Regions from separate parts of the Gossypium hirsutum genome. Here region 2 is linked to region 1. The links are chromatin contacts, called in public Hi-C maps. All regions are on one chromosome and are shown on one strand. Each heading gives the region's core, a stretch centred on a gene start, on an enhancer-like site or on the middle of the called end of the contact. The rest is flanking DNA. Distances are from core to core; before and after follow the strand shown.

What was found. Hi-C and Micro-C count contacts between places; a contact is called where the count stands out from the background.
Region 2: a Hi-C map of leaf shows a contact between it and region 1, with 2.1 times the contacts expected there. The contact joins the promoter of LOC107950768 here to the enhancer-like site in region 1. A contact is called at or near these places in 8 of 34 Hi-C or Micro-C datasets (anther, callus, leaf and 1 more).

Annotation. Positions count from the first base shown.
Region 1 is chrD03:33,992,660-33,996,611 of Gossypium_hirsutum_v2.1, forward strand. No RefSeq gene overlaps it. Among protein-coding and RNA genes, the nearest start is that of LOC121215672, 23 kb to the right of the region's middle. Within about 2 kb of position 1,787, at least 6 of the 9 cell types and tissues checked have an H3K27ac peak or open chromatin away from gene starts, as enhancers often do. A contact at or near this core is called in leaf, where this site is marked.
Region 2 is chrD03:34,230,952-34,234,903 of Gossypium_hirsutum_v2.1, forward strand. LOC107950768 reads right to left here and starts at 1,676. Exons shown (of 1, transcript XM_041089992.1): 1 at 462-1,676. The coding sequence starts at 1,328. The coding sequence ends at 672. LOC107950767 (phosphatidylinositol 4-kinase gamma 2) reads right to left here. Exons shown (of 2, transcript XM_016885723.2): 1 at 3,769-3,952; 2 at 3,052-3,683. The coding sequence ends at 3,303.

The DNA of each region.
Region 1 (3,952 bases), core at 537-3,036:
GTATTTTTGCCATTTTGGACTTTAGTTTAATTGCTATATAAGTCTTTAAGTAATAAAAATTTATAGTAATTTAACTTTTACTATTTTTAACGATTTAGTCTTTATACATTAGTTAGTCACCAATTCGGCGAAGTTACCTATTCAAAATTGAATTAACTTATATAGTAATTCCGTAAATATTTATTTATGGACTTGATTTACGAAACGGGGTCCCAAAACTGTATTTTCTAATACTACTGACTTTAGAATCATTACACTTGTACCTTAATTAATTATCAATTAAAAAAATTAATAGATCAAAATTTAATATATTTCTATACTAATCCCGTAAATATTAAATATTAATATTTACGAATATAATTTATAGAAAAAACATTTTAAAACCGTAATTTTAAAATCATAAAATTAATTTTCGACACCACCCACCTTCGTTATAACTCCTAATTTTTTAATATGTGACTACGCTCAAACCGAGAATTACTTTATAATGATAAAAAATTGTAATATAAATTTCACGAATATATATCTAGGTTTTCGTTTCTTTTCTTTATTTTTTTTATCTTGTTGAAGATGTGAGAAAAAGTTTATACTGTCTTAATCAATTTATTTTTTTTAGGGATAAATTTTAAAATTATATATTAATTTTAATTTAATGTGTAATTATATATATAAATTTTGATTTTATATAATTTTATATATAAAATTTTGTTTTAATTCAACTATCACAAATTATTAACACAATTATTGATATAACATCATTTTATATTTATATATTGCATACAAAAATAATTATATTTATCCAATATAAAAATAAATTAATCTATTTATTTCTTTAAATGTGTATGATTGAATCAAAATTAAAATTACATTTATACATTTGAAACACAATCAAAGTTTCATATATATAGTTGCACCAAATTAAAATTCATACATATAATTACATATTAAACTAAAATTTATGTATAATTTTAAGATTTATCTTTTTTGCTTATTAAAGTTTTCCCTTCCCGTATACATTGCTAATTTGCTAGCACATATTTCTTTATAAAGAAAAATTAAAGCTTCTTTATTCTGGACTTTTTGGTATCAACTTTAATATTCATTGCTTTTAAGAGATAATCATCATCATCATCAGCATCTAAGCCAAAGCTCCAAAAACTTCCCCTCGCATGGAATATGCAAGTCCTATTCTAGCTGGCTCGACATGCTCTTTTTTATTTGAACTCTTTTTGAATTTTAGGTTTTTTAATTGAGGTTTCATCAATTTATGTCATGACATTAGGCTTTTACTGTATCAAATAGGTCAAATAGCTTTTGGCATTGAACCAGCTCTTAGTAGCAACGACAACGATGATTATAGATGGCTGCAAGCTCTATAATCAATCCGAATAGGAATTAGATGAAAAGGTAAATTTTTAGGATAACTTATTTATTAATTAAAAATAACGTGTAAAATAATTTTATATAACATTATATGATTGGATGAGACATTAAGAAGAGCTTACCTAATAATTTCTACCATATAAAAATCTTGAGTATCAAATGTGGAATTACTATTTAATATATTATTGGTGTAGCTTTTTAAAAAAAAAACTCCACAATCTGACTTTTGTTTCGTTTCTTTATCTTTTATCTTTTAAATATGTTATGGGAGGAACAACGGTCATCTAGCTTTTTCATATTTTAGTTAAGTTTTCGTTATAATAATTAGTTATACGTTGCGTTTTTGCTTGTAAGAGTTAATGAAAACGGTGAGTTTTGTTTAACTCAAAACAGGAGCGTTTTGATTCTTGTTACAGGGTTATTATATGTCTGTAACTGCGTGAGGAAATATCATGAAATTGGATAACCGTTATCAACAGTCTCCTTCTCTCGATTTTCTCGTTTTTTTTCTTTCTGTAATTCTTCTTCTCTGTTCTTCATCTTTATCTTTCCGATTTAGAACGTTGCAAAAGGTATCAGAGCTTGTCGATCTTCATGATAGGGGACGGAATCAGTACTCGCATGCAGAAGGAAATCGGCAGATCCAAGGTGAGCTTTCTCACTTGCAACTGGAGCTAACTCAGTGGGATGTACGGATGGACACTAAGATGAAAGATCTGCAGGCAGAAATTAAGTAGGAGGTACGTTCCGAACTTCATTCTGAGCTTCACTCCTTGTTCGAACAATATTTTGGCCAAAGTAACCCATCGATTGTGGGGAATGCATCTAGCAACAAGGGAAAAGGGATCTTAGGAACACCACCGAGGTTTCCACCTCAAGAGCATTTAATAGTATCTCCAAGAGCAGATCTCGGCCATTCGAGCATGTCACAAAGGGGAGTGTTGATGGAATCCGAACATTTTTCTTTTCGAGTTGACTGTCTACATTGTGATGGTGAGCACTTCCGAGGTTGGTGGTTCAAACTAGTGCAGTATTTGAGGCCGAAGGAATTGCAGATCATGCAAAGGTCAGGATCGTCATGTTACACCTTGAAGGTAAAGCACTTGATTGGCATCATTTTTTTGTGCGTAGACATGGAGGGGTTCATCAAGTGTCTTGGGAGGTTTATTCGAGGGGCTTCGAGAGCGTTTCAGATCAGATTTTGTCTTAGATCCTATGGCAGAATTAGTGTCCCTTAAACAACTTAGCTTAGTGGACCAATTTTATGATGATTTTTTGAGTTTGTTGAATCAGCTCAACTTACCTGAATCCTATGCATTAAGTATATTCCTTAGCAACCTCAAACTGAAAATCGGGCAATATCTTCGGTTGTTCAAGCCTCAAACATTGGTAGAAGGTTACCAGTTAGCAAGGCAAGTGGAAACCATTGTGGCGGGACCGGTCAAAAGAGAAGGCAGTTTTAATAGTGGGTCTAATATAATGAGGCCATTATTTCCTGTGATTAGAAGTCAACGTGGGAGTGGTAGTGTTGGATTGGCCAGTGAAACAGTGAATGGGAAATTGGCTCCTAAACTTCCTTCCAAGTCCTTATCGCAAGCTGAATTGGAAGACAGAAGGAAAAAAAGGACTTTGTTTTTGGTGTGGTCTGAAATATTCGCCACGCCATAAATGTTCAAAGTCACAATTGTATCAGTTGATTGTCGAACCTTTATGGGAGAATGAACCTAAAGTACGTAGCCCTTCCCCGGATGAATTCCAAGATTGTACTGAACAATTGGAGTTGACAGAGACATTGTTTGGGAATGCAGCTCCTGTATTGTCATTACAAGCATTACAAGGGTTACAGGGTCCTACGACTATGAGGTTTCCAACTGTTATTGATCAATCACAAGTGGTGGTTTTGTTTAATTCGGGAAGTACGCATAATTTCATTGATTTCAAGATGGCGAAGCAGTTGAATCTGACTATCGAACCTGGGCCAAGTGTGAGGGTGCTGGTGGCTAATGGGGTTAAGTTGTGTACTCAAGGGTTATGCAGGGTTATCATATGGGAGGCACAAGGGTATCAATGTACTACGGATTTCTTAGTGTTATCTCTTAAGGGGTTTGATCTGGTTCTTGGTGTTCAATGGTTATTGGCGTTGGGGCAGATTGTGTGGGACTTCTCTAACTTGACCATGCAGTTCAAATATAGGGACCAGACTTGTGTTTTGAGGGGAGCAGTACCTGGTTTAGTTCATATCGTTCCTAGTGGAGATTTTTCTCAATGCATGAGTTTGGTGGGAAAGGGTTCGTGCCTGATGTTACTAGCTTCTTTTGAGCAGACCCTTCTCACAATGTAGTCAGCCAATCTACCACTCGTGTTGCAAAATCTTTTGAGCGACTTTGATGATGTTTTTCAGTTGCCCACTTGTTTACCTCCCGTTCGTTTACATGACCATAGAATACCATTGGTGGACGAATCTAAGGTGGTTAAAGTGTGAACATATAGATATCCTTCAGTTCAGAAGACTGAAATAGAAAAGCTAGTACAAGAGATGTTACGAGCTGGAGTTATTCACGATAGTAAC
Region 2 (3,952 bases), core at 426-2,925, 240 kb after region 1:
CGTCTCCTCTGCTCCGCTGTCTTGGGTCCCACAAACCTCACTAACTCAACTCTTCCCACTTAATTTTAATTTTCTCACTTACACTCCCACTGGCACTTTTATCGAAATCAGGTGGGCAATTAATTCTCCGACGCCGATGATCCCAAACTCTGCACTCATCTGCAACTGACTGAATTTTGCTCTATCAAAATTTAAAGTTTAACGACGTCGTAAACTTTCTGAGCTTCCAATTAGTGCCGTTCCTCGAACAATGGAAAAAAAAGAGTAAACGGAAAACAAGCCGGATTTTGCGCTGCCTTTTTTCCAGCTCATTATTCAACTCACCTTTGCTTCATTATTGGTCCAAAACCAAAACAAAAAACCCCACCACAAAGTAATCTCACTTCACTCTATCATTAGTATCCATCCTTTACTTACTCTTCAATTAATCCCTTTAAATAAAAAGTTCATTAATTCACAAATTAAGCTCATAAGCTGAAACCTTTCATTCTTTATACTAAAAACACCTTACTTGCAGCACCCACAACAATCAAAGTTCTAATTTTTACAGCTTTTTTGACAAATTGGGTATAAAAAATTTAATACCCAAATCACCAAATCCTCCAAAACTGATAAATTTTAAGAAAAAAAAAGCTGTTAAATGTCTAAAATTACATTAAAAGAAGAAAAAATTAGCAATGAAACCCTAAAACAGACCCATCATTCACAGCCACGGTGACTCTACACTCCGACTTAGCATCCACGTGATGGGCGAACACATTTAGAACCCGAATCCGACCCGCTAATTCCATCCGAGAGTCAATCTCCATCGTTGGTCCAACTCGATTCACATTATTACCACCGCCGAACCCAGCTGTCACCCCAACGGGCTCTGTCATCGTCACCGCCACCGTAGTAGTAGCACCAGGTATAGGTATCGTGGTGGCCGCCGCCGCTTGATTCGGTTGCGCCAAGGGAAATGACTGAACTGCAAAAGTGGCCGCCATGTATTGAGTCTGACCCGACTCGATCTTCCCGGCGGGTATGAACATGAACCCGACTTGAGATCCGGAGTAAAGGAGCTGAATAGTGCTGTCGTAGTGGGAAAAAGCGGCTCTGTTAGGGTTTTTAACGGTGACGTATTGAGAGAAAGTGAAGCTGACGGAGTTGTTGCCGACGGAAAAAGAAGGGAGCTGGATGGAATTAACGTAAATCTTAGGGTCTTTGGGTTTAAAAACGGTGAAATAAACAATGAGAACAATGATTACAAGAAAGATCAAGAAAATGGTTGCTACAATACATGATGCCAGATTTGTACGGCCAGATGGCGGCCTTTGAGACTTCACCATGATTTTTGTAAATTCAACTGTGTTTTTTTTTTCTTGGATGTGTTGATCTAAAAAGAGAAAGGAAGTGAAATGGGGGAAGGAAAAGAGTGTTTGGATGTAGGGAAAATAAGAGAGTATTTAAGAAGAAGAGAAAGTGGGGAAAGGAAAGTAATGTGAAAGGGAAGACTTTTTCTTTTGTTGGGTTTTGTCATTTTATAAGAAAGGATTTGAAGTTTATGTTGGAGCTATTCAAAGCTTAGATTTTTGAGTGTTTTTTTTTATGCTTTGGGGGAAGGAATCATTGAATCAAAGATGAAGTGAATGAAAAAGAAAGAAGAAAATTAATTAAGAAGAAAATTGAAAAGAAAAAGTGAGGGTATGTTAGTTCTTAACTTTTAACTTTAAAGAGGATGAGAATGTTTTTTTTTTTTTTTGAAAAATGGATAAGAAGATGATGCATATTGTAAGAATTTGCAGTTTGGAGGTGGAAATTATGAAAAAAAAATCAGTTATTTAGTTTTAAGATTCTTCTCTCTTTTTTTTTCTTTCTAGTTTGGGATGTGTTTGATTTTTCGCAACAAAACAGGAATATTTAGGTTATTAACTGTTAACCTAAATATAGTATTTTATATAGAATTTTAACACTCAAATATGAAAAATAAGAAATTTTGTTCAAAGAGTATTATTAAAAGTAGATGTTTGAAGATTGGTAGAACAAAATATTGTCGTTAAATTGATATTAGAAAATCAGATAAATACTGGATAAGATATCCAAAAAAAATGAAAAAGGGTAAGAATAGTAAAAAATGAAAAAGGTGGTAAGTCGAAAGGTAAGTACTGTCTTGTTTTTACATATAGGAGTCAAAGGAAAAAGCTTTAGGTAAAGAATAATTGATGCCTTTCCACACGGTCAGTGGAATGATTGTCAAACGGCAAAAGCGTGGTCTATTTGGTGTTTTGGAACAAATCAGTGGTCTTCTTATAAGAAGTGAAACAATAGATTCAACGGCGGTGGCAGTGGAAAATGACAGAAATTTGCTAAATTTACTGCAGTAAGAATTGTGGGTGTTTCAATATAAGCTTCTTTGGTTTTCTTCTGCCAATAATTGTATGAACGGATAGATTAAAATTGGTTTTATTTACTTACAGGGTCAGGTGAGATGAGTTTTTGTTTGTCCGACCCAATTTGTATATCTCTCGTCCTGATATCATCCTCAAACATGACCCTAAAATTAGAGAAATTATTTTACACAAATTAAGGTTGCTAAAACCAAATTGGATTCGCTTATTGGATCGATTGAAAAAATAAATAAATAAATAAAATCAGTTGAGTTAAAAGTCGAACTGAATTTTATAATTTTTAATATTTTAAAAATAATAAAATTTAGTAATTTATTTAATTTATATTAAATCTGACAATCAAATTAATCAAATTAAAAATCAATGACTTAATAATTCAACCACCAATCTGATTCACCAACTCAATCCAAAAAAAACTTACCCCTGTAGTAACAGTTCAGATCAAAACCCGATGGTCATGTTTAACCTCACCCATTACTTCCATATTTCAGAAAGGGAAAATAGAAAGGCTCTTTGACATGACCTGCCTTTAATATGGGTTGAGTAAAATTTTAAGAGAACGTTGGATATGGCTGATCTTGGCCCATTTTTAGTTACCTTTCTGAAACGATATATGGTCCAAAACAATCATCAAATTACACATAAAAAACCCAATATATGCAAGTTTTACATCAAACCCAATCATCAATGCCTACCTATTATTTCATTATCTTTGAATCTGTTCAACATATTAATACAGGATCAAGTAACAAGTTGATAGAGTTTAAAAAATAAATAAATAAATAAAGGAAAGCTTCAATCTCCTATGAGGGATAAGCTATCTACATTGACATAATTTGTGGTCCATACAAAAATGGACTCATCATTAACTCAATACATTCAAATATGTACCATGAACAAACCATATAGGTAGCTTTAGTTTGTGAGCTTGTCAAGCCAAGAATCCATGACTTGAGACACAGTCTCCATAAATGCAGCTTCACTCATGCCTGGAAGCAACAAATCTTGAGCTTCATCTACAATTTGCTCAATCACAGATTCCTTGTTCACAGTTTCCCTGCACATGATGCTTCCAATAGCAAAGGGAGTGGTAAGACCCCGATCGACTGCTTTTTTCAAAAGCATGGTCGAGATACAGAGCGTGCGAGCGCACTCAACGGGAACATCCCACCCGTAAAATCTCAGAAGTGCAACATCTTGTTCAGCTTCCAGTGATTTTATATAGTCTATAGTCTCTTTGGAGTAAGGCTGTCGTGATTGTGGCCAATAAAGCCAATCAAATGTGCAATCCTGGAACTGCAAATAGATAAAAAAAAAGAAAAGGGTTGGACAACAAAGATGTAATGCATTACTAGAATGATATAGCTATATATAAACTTACATTCTCAGGCAAGCAGTAGCCATGATCAATTGGAATAAGCACAGTTTGGTCATTTTCCCCTTTACCAATCAAGATATTACCGGCGTATCGGTCGGCATTTGCCATTCTTATATCGAGCACGCTGAGCTTGTGCACTTCCTCCACAGGGAAACCTCCTGGACCTACATCCTCACCACTCCCGGCA